Linked DNA regions of Mus musculus: region 2 is linked to region 1. Evidence: chromatin contacts called from public promoter capture Hi-C data. All regions are on one chromosome and are shown on one strand. The core of a region is the stretch at or near the end of the contact, and the rest is flanking DNA. Distances in the headings are between cores, read along the strand shown.

Evidence for each region. Promoter capture Hi-C pulls out the DNA fragments that hold promoters and counts their contacts.
Region 2: a promoter capture Hi-C map of liver shows a contact between it and region 1, with 4 times the contacts expected there. The contact joins the promoter of Snhg8 here to the promoter of Prmt6 in region 1. A contact is called at or near these places in 1 of 39 promoter capture datasets (liver) and 1 of 484 Hi-C or Micro-C datasets (CD4 T cells).

What each region holds. Positions count from the first base shown.
Region 1 is chr3:110,246,712-110,252,837 of GRCm38.p6, reverse strand. Prmt6 (protein arginine N-methyltransferase 6) reads left to right here and starts at 1,839. Exons shown (of 1, transcript NM_178891.5): 1 at 1,839-4,313. The coding sequence starts at 1,867. The coding sequence ends at 3,003.
Region 2 is chr3:123,503,990-123,510,837 of GRCm38.p6, reverse strand. Snhg8 (small nucleolar RNA host gene 8) reads left to right here and starts at 2,502. Exons shown (of 1, transcript NR_028574.1): 1 at 2,502-3,286. It overlaps Snora24 (small nucleolar RNA, H/ACA box 24), which reads left to right and starts at 2,772; the gene lies at 2,772-2,901. Prss12 (protease, serine 12 neurotrypsin (motopsin)) reads right to left here. Exons shown (of 11, transcript NM_008939.2): 10 at 5,280-5,560; 11 at 4,236-4,618. The coding sequence ends at 4,311. It also overlaps the pseudogene Gm9369.

The DNA of each region.
Region 1 (6,126 bases), core at 590-3,089:
CAGTTTTTAAGCTTGAAAAATATTATTCTTAATAAGAAAGTAGTTTAACATCTTTACATTTATTAATTTTATTTTTTTTGTCTCTATGTTTGGACATCACATACATACTTGATACTCTTGGAGGCCAAAGGAAGGCAACAGGTCCCCTGGGACTGCGGTTAAAGCCAACTGAGAGCATTCATGTGGATATTCTAATCTAACCTGGGTCTTCTGGAAGAGCAGCCAGTGCTGTCCATTGCTCCTGTTCCAGATACCAGTACACATTCTTTAAATTATTGTTTTTATGTTATGGCCAATGAAGAGATTAATTTATTGTTAACCAAGCTTCTTTTTGACTAACAGAAAAAATAAAATAACTGAGCCTGTGGGTATCAATTCTGGCTTTAAAAGGAGATATAGCAGAATTTTTTTTAAAAGTGAATTGCATTGGAAAAGAAGTCAAAAGAGATGAGTTTCACCATTTCTCCAAGCAAGTGTTTTTACACAGATACATAGATTTAAGTGTATGTATGTGTATATATAAGCTGGTCACCAAAGACACTGGAAATGGGTTTGAGAATATCATACCCTTGATGTTAATTGTTCTTTAGTTTGAACTACAGAAGTTTCAGAACAGGACTCAAGACCAAGTAAACTATTCTCCAGAGACACAGTGGTGGCTGATACATTTCATGGCCACAGCACTTCTTCAGTATTTGCCCTGGAGCTTAACGTACCTCAGGGATCACTTTGGACTCAGAATCAAGATCTTGTATTATTTGGTTTTCACTTTGCGTCATACATATTCTTTGTATCCTAACTCTGGTTAGAACAGAGAGTTTGGTGAGTTACAACTGTCAGAGAAGGGACAAGAACTGTGCCACATAATTCAGTAGTGGGGGGCGGGGGAGGTCCTGTGAGGGAAACATAGACTTGTAGCTGTAAGTGGTGTGCCTACATCAAGAATGTGTAAAAATGAGTGTAGTGACTATTCCTGGCTATCATCAACTAGACTATATCTGGAGTGAACTACAGTCCAGAATTGGAAGGCTCACTCACCTGTGATCTTGAGGCTGAAAGACACAGGTTTCTGACTTGAACCGAGTGGAGGTTTTTTTGTTTGTTTATTTTTTCTTTGAGGCAGGGTTTCTCTGTGTAGCCTTGGCTGTATTAGAACTCACTCTGTAGACCAGGCTGGCCTCGAACTCAGAAATTCGCCTGCCTCTGCCTCCCAAGTGTTGGGTTTAAAGGCGTGAGCCACCACGCCCGGCCTTGGCAGGAAGATCTTGAGGCATATGGCCATGAAAAGTTTAGCCTCAGGCAAGGTAGTACATGCCTTTAATCCCAGGAAACTTGAGACAAAAGCTCAAGGTCAGCCTGGGAAAAGGAAGTCCCAGATCCGGAAGTGGTGATACACACCTTTATTCTGGGACACACCTGCGGGAGGCCTACATAAGGTCACTGGAAGAAGGAAAACTCACTTTTTCTGCCAGGACGCCGTGTGGGACTGAGCAGCTGCTAGATCCTTGGATTTTCATTCACAGCTGCTGCTGACCATCTTTGGGGACTACAGATTGTAAGTCATCAACAAATTCTCTTACTCTACAGAGGCTACCCATACGTTCTGTGACTCTAGAGAACCCTGACAAGGGGTAAAAGGAAAGGGCAAAAACTGAAAGGATCTCGGGAAAATAGTGTGGTCTTAGAGAACAACTTGTCATGGCGTTAGAGGAAAATAACGGTGTGCCAAGATTGACTCTGGTTGAGCCTCTGCCCTCAGGAAGCGGGATGCAGGAAGCGGACTACGAATCCCAGCAGGCCCCGGGGACTCTGAGCCTGCGCACCGCACCGCGCAACGAATGCTGGGGGTCGGCTGCCGGGGCCAAGATGTCGCTGAGCAAGAAAAGAAAGCTTGAGTCGGGGGACAGCGGAGGCGCCGGCGCCGGAGGGGAGGGAGCCGAGGAGGAAAATGGCGGGGAGCAGGAGGCGGCCCCGCCACGACCCCGGAGGACCAAGAGCGAGCGGGACCAGCTGTACTACGAGTGCTACTCCGACGTCTCGGTCCACGAGGAGATGATCGCCGACCAGGTCCGCACCGAAGCCTACCGCTTAGGCATCCTGAAGAACTGGGCCGCGCTGCGAGGCAAGACGGTGCTGGACGTGGGCGCGGGCACCGGCATTCTCAGCATCTTCTGTGCCCAGGCCGGGGCACGGCGCGTGTACGCGGTGGAGGCCAGCGCCATCTGGCAACAGGCCCGGGAGGTGGTGCGGCTCAACGGGTTGGAGGACCGCGTGCACGTCCTGCCGGGCCCGGTGGAGACCGTGGAGCTGCCGGAGCGAGTGGACGCCATCGTCAGCGAGTGGATGGGCTACGGACTTCTGCACGAGTCCATGCTGAGCTCCGTGCTCCACGCGCGGACCAAATGGCTGAAGGAGGGCGGTCTCCTCCTGCCAGCTTCCGCGGAGCTCTTCGTGGCCCCGATTAGCGACCAGATGCTCGAGTGGCGTCTGGGTTTCTGGAGCCAGGTGAAGCAGCACTATGGCGTGGATATGAGCTGCATGGAGAGCTTCGCCACGCGCTGCCTCATGGGCCATTCGGAGATCGTGGTGCAGGATCTGTCCGGAGAGGACGTGCTGGCCCGGCCGCAGCGCTTTGCCCAGCTCGAGCTGGCCCGAGCCGGCCTGGAGCAGGAGCTGGAGGCTGGTGTGGGCGGGCGCTTCCGCTGCAGCTGCTATGGTTCCGCGCCTCTACATGGTTTCGCCGTCTGGTTTCAAGTGACCTTTCCCGGAGGGGACTCGGAGAAACCTCTGGTGCTGTCCACCTCGCCTTTTCACCCGGCCACCCACTGGAAGCAGGCGCTCCTCTACTTGAACGAGCCGGTGCCGGTGGAACAAGATACGGACATTTCCGGAGAGATCACCCTGCTGCCCTCCCCGGACAACCCCCGGCGTCTGCGCATACTTCTGCGCTACAAAGTGGGAGACCATGAGGAAAAGACCAAAGACTTTGCCATGGAGGACTGAGCGTTGCCTTTTCTCCCCCTCCACCTTCTTCGGAAGGTCCGAAGAGAAAGGGAGATCGCCTATGCAAGTTGGGGACATAGCTGTCTCTTTTACCTCACCGCTCCAGTCTTCATTTGAGGACATTCTTCTGGCAGTGTTTATTTTAAAAGTGAGCATCCCTGACCAAGGACTGATGCAGTGTGCTTACTAACGGGCTTTTAAACCTGGAAAGCATGTAGTATAAAGAAACTCTTGTATTTCTGTTTCTTTTGTTTAACTGCCGGGGTTGGGGGGGGGGCAATAAATGTGATCTTTTTATAATTGGTCCACGAGCTAATCTGACACCTCCCCATCCCTATCAGTATGAAACTGGGAGAAAGGCAACATGGTCTGATTACATTTCAGAAACTTGCAGAATGATTTTTAAAGCTGTTTCTTTCAGCTGGAATTCTCTCAAGTCTTGAGTGCCTACCTGTGCTTCCTTATATTCTAACGTTCATATTGTTAGTAAGGAAGTGGGGCACAGGAGAAGTATTTTAAATAACCCTGCTCTCCTTACGCTTAATTCACGGAGTGCTAAATTTGATGAACCTTAGTAAAATGGCTTAATTTTACAGCCTGCCTAGGCAATTCTGAGAGTGACAGGAGAAAAGGTCTGAAAGTGAAATAGTGATGGGGTGTTAATATTTTTATTTTGACTTTCAAGACTGAGCCGAGAAAACCTATGTTTTATAATATAAATATTTTTGTGACTCTTGTAAAGCAGTCTGATAGGGAAGGTTGCTGAACCTAGCCCAAGGGCGGACCCTTTACCTCTTGTGCTGGCTTTATTTAAGCACAGGTCTAATTCTGTATGAAAGGAACGCGAGCACTCTAATCTAATAAAAGTTCCTGTCTTCAGTTCTTCTTAGTTCAGACAACTGTGAACAGTGTGCATTTGGGGAGCTCCCTTACAATGATGTGTGAGTCAGATTGTCACATTTACTTCACATATTTCCTTTCCCTCCTTTCTGTGGCAAATAAAACGGCATTCTCACTTTTTATAGCTGAGGTCTTTAGACGTTTTGTGTGTGGTCTGTGAGTTTACTATAATGCTGCTACTTGTCTTGGTGTCAAAGCTCCTGCAGAACTCAGCTTCAGAACAGCTCAAATGATGATTAACATGGTTTTGAGCTCTAGCTGTGTAAGACTTAACGGGTGTGGAAAACTGCTGTTCTTAAGTACTATTGAATTTCACTTTTTGTAACCTTGGTTCTGTTTTTGGCTTTTTAAAAACATTGTATATTAAATTGCTAAAGTATTAAAACTAATTTGCTGGGGCTCTATTTTGAAGGAAAAATACAAATATAAAACCACCAGTTTCACAAAACAAGCATATTTTGATATCAGAATACTTAACATCTTTTATAAATGCTTGGTTTAGAGGTTTAAAAAGTTCCTTTGGGGTCTCCTATGTTTTTAATCAAGCTTTCGCCTATAGTGATTGCTGGTGATTTTGATTAGCCTTTCTATAGCAATTCCTGTAGTATTTAAATGTCTGGAATCCTTTTCTGCATAATTCTGTAAATACAAGTACTATATCCACCCTCCCTCCAACCCCTCAAAAAAAGACACAAGGGAAATCCAGTTAAAACTTGGGAGGGTGTGAGTGGAGACTAGATTTTCTTGACTGAGCAAAAAGTTTCAAAATTCTAGTTACATTTTCTCAAAAATGAATTAGAAATTCTGGGAGCTGAAGCAGAAGCTAAAGTCAGGAAGCACAGTGGTGTTCCTAGGAAACAGCCAGAAAAGGCAAACCAGCCCACCCCCATGCAAACCAGAGAAAACAATATTACCACTCCATAGAGAACTGGGGATACAAGTGATTAAAGTAACCTAGAAGTAAGCTTCCAGTACCATGATGCTGAGTTTGTGCAAAAGGCAAACCTAGAGCGATCTGATGCATACAAAATGTGCTCCAGAACAAATACTCATTGGTCTTTTTTTTTTGTTCTCCACAGGCACTGGCAGTATCAACATGGCTATACATGAAGAGCAATGTATGCCACAGGGTACCAGATGATCCAAAGGAGCCCCACAGCCTTTGGGAGGAAGACACCTGGGATGGATGAAAGCCTGAGGTGTGTGGACACCCAGGCACTATCTGATGTGTTATGTGGATTGAGACTGATAACATGAAGCCCTTAAGGCTGCAGGAGGGGATTATCAGACCCTAGAAAGAGCATCATGATAAAGTTCCACCTACCTCCCTCCTCATACCATTTATTTAGCCCTCTAAAAATACCCAATCTTGTCATTTTATTAAACCAATGAGCACAGTTGCTAGAAATGCATTCTAATAGTCATTGTGATAGGTATTTGTAATTACAAGCTAATGTGAACCCTGCTCATAAATAGATGTCTACCACTAAAGAAAGTAAAGGCCATTTGTTAGGACCTGGATGGTTTTAGTGTCAGAGAAGATGGATACTCTGTTTTAAACACTAAGTAGAAAGGTTTCTAGAGATGCTGATATACTTGACTAAAGTTCCATACATAATTCTTGCTTGTGAAATGGGACCATACATTGTGCAAGTGGGGCTCGGAGCCCAGTATGGAGCTGAGGATGACTTTGGACTCCTGAAGCTCCTGCCTCCACCTTCCAAATGCTGGAGCTAATAGCACTGTACCACTGTGCCCAGCATAGTTTTTGACAAAACCTTACGCACGCACAACTCTGACTTTCTAATTGTAAACAAAAATTCACTCCTGTTATACTAATCCTGCATTCTTCAGTTAAAAGCTGGAAACAACATGCCACCTTAAAGGTAACAGGGGTTTTATTATTTGGTGATGAAGGGGCAGTGTTACATACTAGAAAGTCTAGAGCTGCCCAGAAGAAGCATCTGCAGTGTATAACTTCTTGAGTTTGACGTAGTAGGCACTCATTTGGACAGCCCCATTGTTTATTTCCTTAACACTAATCGAATGTGACACTTTCTGGGGTCCCCAGAAAGCTGAATCCATGACAGTGGCAAAGACAAGTGAACTCCTTGTCATTTGGTCATTTGGGCAGAGAGACGTGGATGTAAAAGATAAAATGGAGTTCAAGGTGACTGAAAGGCACCTGCTGCAAACAGCTGCCTGGCATCCTGTTTACTTCCA
Region 2 (6,848 bases), core at 1,253-3,752, about 13 Mb before region 1:
AAGAGATGTGGTGAGGGGAGAGCAACAAGGACAGAAAAGAACACAAACAGAAGGACATGCCAAAGGCAGGTTTTAAAAGTTCCATTTCAGACAAAACAAGTTTGGCCAAAAGACAGGAATATACAAGGACATAAACTATCACTATTCCATTCCAGCTACCTAGCCCAATGGTTAACGTCTGGTTCATTAAAAATGTTCAGTAAGACATGATGTGCTGCCAAAACTTATGTTGAAATCGTAGCCCCTACTCTCTGAACATGGTAGTATTTGGAATGAGGTTACTAGACCGTGCTGTTGGTGGCCTACAAGAACGTGGTTGAGGGCCGCAGGTCTGCCTGGATGGTCATCTCGAGCATTGAGAAGAAGACCGACACCTCCAACAAGAAGTTGCAGCTGACCAAGGACTGTCAGGAGAAAGTGGAGTTGGAACTGAGGTCCATCTGCATCACGGTTCTGGAATTGTTGGGTAAGTATTTAATAGCCAATGCAATTAATCCAGAGAGTAAGGTCTTCTATCTGAAAATGAATGGAGATTATTTCCAGGATCTTGCTGAAGTAGCTTGTGGCGATGATGGAAAACAAATGATAGAAAATTCCCAAAGAGCCTACCAAGAGGCATTTGATATAAGCAAGAAAGAGATGCAACCTACACATCCAATCCGCCTGGGGCTGGCTCTTAACCTTCCTGTATTTTACTCTGTGATCCTTAATAATCCAGAGCTTGCCTACACACTGGCTAAAACGGCTTTTGATGAGGCTATCACAGAGCTTGGTACACTGAACAAAGACTCCTACAAAGACAGCACCCTTATCATGCAGTTGCTTAGAGACAACTTAACATTATGGACATCAGACAGTGCAGAAGAATGTGATGCAGCAGAGGGGGCCGAAAACTAAAGGCATCCAGGGCACCAACCCCCTTCCCCTCAAGAAGACCTTTTTACATCTCCATTCCTTATTCCACTTGGATTTCCTCTAGCAAGAAAGCCCATTCGTGTGTATGGGATCAACTGTTTATATAGTCTTTTCACACTGCAGCTTTGGGGAAACTCCATCCCTTGGTTTGTGTTGTCTCCTCCTTCCTGGTGTGCAGTTACTGCTGTAGAAAAGTATCAATAGCTTCATTTCATGTAAACACGAGTAACTTCCAGACACGTGAGTAGAGGACTGACAGCACACTTGGTATTTAAGTAATCTGAACCGGTTCTACAAGCGACTGTGTTTTGTATTACTGCGAAGATATGGAAAATGTAGTGCATTGCAATTTAAAGTAATGTTAGTACTTTTCCATGCAAATTTGTGTACATGTGAGAGGGTATCCATTTGGTTCAGTGATTGTTCTTTAGAGAGTTGTTTGCTAATCATTGACTGTAGTCCCCAAAAAAGCCTTATGAAAATGTTATGCCCTGTGTAACAGCAGAGTAACATAAAAACAAAACTACATTTTGTAAAATAAAAAACCTGACAGGTGCAGACAGGCACAAAAGAAAAACCCACGGAAAGATGCAGGCTACCATCTACTGGCCAGAGAAGGAAGGCCCTTAATCTCGGACTTCTCAGCTCAGGACTAATACAGACCATTCTTAAGGACACCCTCAGAAGACCATCCAGAATGTAAATGAAATGTTTGGGCAACGCGCCGCGGTTACTTGAGCCTTATGATGAACTAGTTCTTTCAATTCAGTAGTGATTATTTTAAGTAAAATGAGATAGTGGGTGAGCGAGCTGAGGTTCACGAACCCCTCTAGGTCCTTCAAATGCGAGTATTGTCTCCAATGAATTCGTTCCTACTGACTCCTGCACGGTGTTGCCCTAACCGCACCCTTCCCAGCCTGTAATGATCACAGCTTTCTAACTAACATTCTCCATGACGACAACTGTCATCTCCATACTCCATCACTAAAGGCCCTCTATTCTGTCTCATAGCGGGCTGCACGCGGGAGTGAGATATGCCTTCCTCCCGGAAAAGCCGAGGGCCGGGCGGGTCTGCTCGCACTGCCCAGGCTTCCCGTTCTCCCGGTTCGAGAAACCTTCCGGCGCGCTGTGTCGGGCAAAAGTGAGATCAGATCAAAAGGGCAAGCGGAAGGGCGCAAGCGGAACCATCAACCCCGATGGGGGCAGAGGAGCCGCCAACAGCTCTCGGGGACAAAGGGCCGGCGCCATAGGAAGTGATGCCGGGGGAGGCGGCAACGAAGGGACCTTAGACTTTGGGTCCCAGAGAAGAACGCAGCCAAGAAGAGAAAACGCGCGCACCGCCAGAGCTTCAGCCACGAGACTTCTGACACCGCGAGAACTGTGGTTTCAGCTCGGCTTTTCCCCGCCCACCTCCACAGCCCGCCCATTCCTGTGACGCACGCATCGAATCCGGGCCGCCTGTACACCAATCAAAGTGACGAGGCGCGGGAGAGCTCGGAATGGGCGGGAAAGCCCCGCCCCTCGCGCGCAGGCTCTTGGGAGAGCGTCACCCGGGCTATAAAAGCGTGCGCGCACCGTTCAGAAGTCTCTTTGGCTGCGATCCGCCTACGAGTATGTAGTTGTATGGTGGGGATGATATCTTGGGCCTTATTTGTGAGTGGCCGAGATGCGGGAGACACAAGGTGGCTATGGTGCTGGCCGAAAGCCATCAACTCTGCAAGAGCGCCGTGAAGGTTAGCGCGACGACCACCATGTAAAGCCGATACGGTGTTGGGCGGCGTGACGCAAGTTCGCCACCGCTGGGTCGGATGGTGAGTGACACCTCTGGGGTTACACTAGATTTTTGGGCTGTGAAACTCCATGTATCTTTGGGACCTGCCGCCTGTGGCAGTCTCCCTTCCTAGCCATGGAAGAGCATGTTCTTGTTATTGGCAAAGCTGTCACCATTTCATTGGTACCAGATTCTGACTTGAGCAAGTGACATTCTAAGATTGTAAGAGTCTACACGACGCTAGAAAAATGGACTTCAGTTTTCTAAACTAGTATTGAAATATTTCTAGGAAACGCCGGGACCCGTTGCTGTTGAACAGTGGAGGAAGTGTTAAGGTAAGATTCATTTTTGTGGTGTTTTCGCGGTTCTGGGTAGTGAGTGGGCCTTTACTGTTAGGGTGAAGTTTGCTCTTGTGCTGACATTAACATAAGTAAACAGCCCGTAGTATAGTCACGGATATTCTGTAATGGGCCTTTTTTTTTTTCTTGCAGGTACTGTAGTGGTTGAGATCGTCTCTGGTCAACTTACAGGGAATCTTCGCTTTTAATTTTTGAAAATTGAATATTTTATATTAAATAAAAGATGTTTGGTGTGTAATAAGACTGTGTCCTGTTTCTGGAGGTTGTGTGAATTAAGAGTTAACGATACAGGAGACATTTGCGCAGGAAATAACTGGGTTAACTAGGCTTCCAAAGAAGATAGGTTTGATTGTTACAAAGGTGCAAGATAAATGTTGGCTTGGAACATGAGTGATTAATAAGCCACAGACGGTTGCCCTTAATGAAAAGTATCTTTTGCTTGCTGCTCTCCAAGCCTTCTAGTGTGTGCCATTCAACTTCAAATCTCCAGAAGCCAAGTATGTAACACCAGCTAGGGGGTGTGTTGTGACAGGTGCTGAGGGGATACTTGTGACCTTAGAGGCTTTTGTGTCTGGGATTTGAGGTACTGAGACTCACACTCAAGAGTATGATAGGCCTTATTTAGGGAAGCTTAGGAACCAGGGGGTGATTCCTCTGCACAGAGATTATTGGGATCCAAATTCCCACCAGATGTCTCTGGGCCTTCATTCCTATTTAAAAAGGGCTGCTGTAAGGTCATGGTTCCACAAGTGGTCAGTAATTTGTATGGCCTCTTAACTGCTTGCCATTTCATGTGTTAGGCTTTCTGGTACATAAGGAGAGCCTCTTTAAAACATTTGTCAGGTTAGTCTCAGGAGATCTGAACTTACTTGAAGGTACCAGTAGATGGCGTACTTTTTCATGGTTCAAAAGGCAGAATTCAAGTTTGACATCTGCCTACTGTTCTAGAGAAATGATTTTGATAGTGAAGATTTGAACTTAAGAAAATGATGTGCTGGTCTTAGTGTAGGTAAGATCAAAAAGGTTAAATGTGGGCACCTAATCAAGGTTCCTAGCCCAAATTTTGTAGATTTAAAAATTAAAACTAAGATTTGCTAGAATTTCACCTTACATAAAAATTGTAATAGGCAAGGATAAGACCTGTACCCCTGAACTACTGGGTTCTCTCAAATTCAAAGGAATCGCAGGCTTGTCATTTCTGGCATGGTGCCAAGTATGAAGACTGAATGGTTACTGTTTTACTATTTTCTTGAGCTTTCCATAAGTTACAGACTGGTGACACTTTTTATCCAAGGTACAAAGGCGGGGACTCTGGTATAAACTCCAGGAGTGTCTTTGACTCCACATCCATACCCCCAGGAAGTCACCCCATACACAACCCAGGACTCATCAGGCTTTTCACACATGAGTGGTCCTCCACTGTCTCCCTGGCAGCTGTCCACACGGTTGTCTTCTTGGAGGTTCCCAGCACAGAGCATTCTCCCAGTAAATAGTCCCTTGTACCTCTCTTTACAAAACCTCTTGGGTAACAGAGGCACAGCAGCTTGTTGTAGAGTTCTTGAGTAGGCACGACCTGCTCAGACCAAAAGAAGGCTGGCGTTAGTCAATGGGATTTCAGCTAATGATCACATTTAGCAGTTTAGTAGTCTTATAATGCCTTCAAAGGCATTTCAAAATGGCTGTTAACTTAGAAGTAGCTATGGTGCTAGCTGTGTAGCAGAAGGCTCTAGTATTGGATGTTTCAGAATTAAACTGCGTACAGTTTCACATACAAACATGACGTGTCATTTATCTAGTCAGGTCATTTGTGGAAAAACATAAGTGTACACCTAGCAATTGAATTCCATCAGCTAGTGCTAAAATTTGGAATTAGAACCAACAGTGTAGGAAACCAACAGTCCAGGGTGTGAATCTAGGTAGGCTGTGTGTATACATTTCACACTTGGCAGACTTCAAGCATCTAAGCTTAAGCCCACCTAAGGCCGTGATTCTCAATCCTAATGTTGCGATCCTTTAATACAGTTCCTCCCATGGTGGTGACCCCCAACCATAAAATTATTTTTATTGTTACCTCATAACGAATTTTGCTACTGTTATAACTGTGTTTCCCAATGGTCTTAGGTGACCCACCAATGGAGAACCACTGATCTAAGGTCATACCATTGCACATCCTAACATGAACAGACCAAATGCTGTCAAGTTTTCTTCGATTGTTTCTTTGTTTTTATAATTACCTGTGTCTCCCCATCCTGTTATGTGACAGTTGGAGGCTGTTTTCTGTGGCCTCTCTCTCCATAGAGGTAAACAGGCTGGCAAAACGTGGGTGCTTAGTCTGGCACATTGCTCCCCTGGTCCTTGCAATCTAACCAGGGCAATGTCATAGTCGCTTCTGTCTGGCCTGTAGTTCCTGTGAATCACAATCTGTTGAACCCCTATTTCTTGTTCAAACTCCTCTGGTACCAGAGTATGATAATCCCCAACTCGAACTGCATAGCTCCTCGAGTTGTTTCCGTACCTGAAGGGAGAGAGCCAAATGTGAGGCTTTTTTTTCAGGTATTGAAAAATCAATGATCAACAGCTAGGAATGTTAAACTATAACAAGTCAATCTTGTTTCAAATCCTGTCCTTTAGCAAACTTAGCCATCTTACCATTTCTCTTCCTTCAAGCTCACTGTCCCCTCCTGGAAGCCCATTGTTCGCACGTCTTCTGATTTCACTATATGTCTAGATAACTATTTTCTGAGGCAGTAAATGTGGAGAGTGAGTGGAAATTACCGACAAAGCGTCAGCATGGCAATGCTTACCAAACAGGAACACGGTATAGCACGCCACCACTGTTCTGATTTGCCGTGTTCATTTTGCTGCATGGAGTCATAAACATGGCTAACCCTCCTCTGTCCCTGAGCTAGTGCAGCCCATCTTATCCCTAGAAAGAAGCATCAATTATTACCCACTGAGAGTCAAATGCAAGCAAGCTATGTCAGCATATGCTCACCATATGTTCTTTACTTAGATGTCACCTCCGTGAAGCCCCCCTCATGTTTATATTGCAACCACCTAGTCTTAGCATGCCTAATCTATTATAATTCACCTTTTTTTTTGCATTCTTTATCGGTCTTAAACATTATTTAGTTTACTATTTAATTGCCTTGTGCAATTAACAAATATTTCTAAGGTGGCCTAGGTCCCCAAGTGAGACTTCTGGACCCAGAATACACTAGCCAACCTCTACCTGGTTACCTCTTCCGCAGAAGGTTACAGCTGTTTGGCCACTGGCCCTGACCTCCACTTACAGCAAGAACCGGGCTGTACATGCCCCCAGGTATGCAATAATATAAAATCAAGCATTTTGTGGTAGTTTTAAGTTGGTTTAAATTTGTACTAATTCTTTGGTGGGAATATACATTTGCCACGTACTAAAGATGAAAGCAAGTTTGCATACTGATGGAATGGATGTGATCTTATTTTTACATAAAGAATAAAGTCTTAGGTGATCTCAGAACATCTTCAACACCTTTCAGAGTTGATCCGAGTTTTATTTTATTTTGTACTGTTATTTTAAGACAGGCTCTCATTCTGTAGGCAGTTCAGTGTGTGTAGGCTCAGACTTGCACCAGCACTTCTGCCTCCACCTACACAGAGCTGATATTCCAGGCATGCATGCACCACGCACACAATCGCTGTCGTTCAAAACAGTCTTTTTTGCCTGCCAAACGCTAACCCTGCCTTTTATCAACCATCCACATATCTCGTGCTGGCATCCAACTTCTGGGGAGCAATTTTTAATGTTAATTTATTTTAAT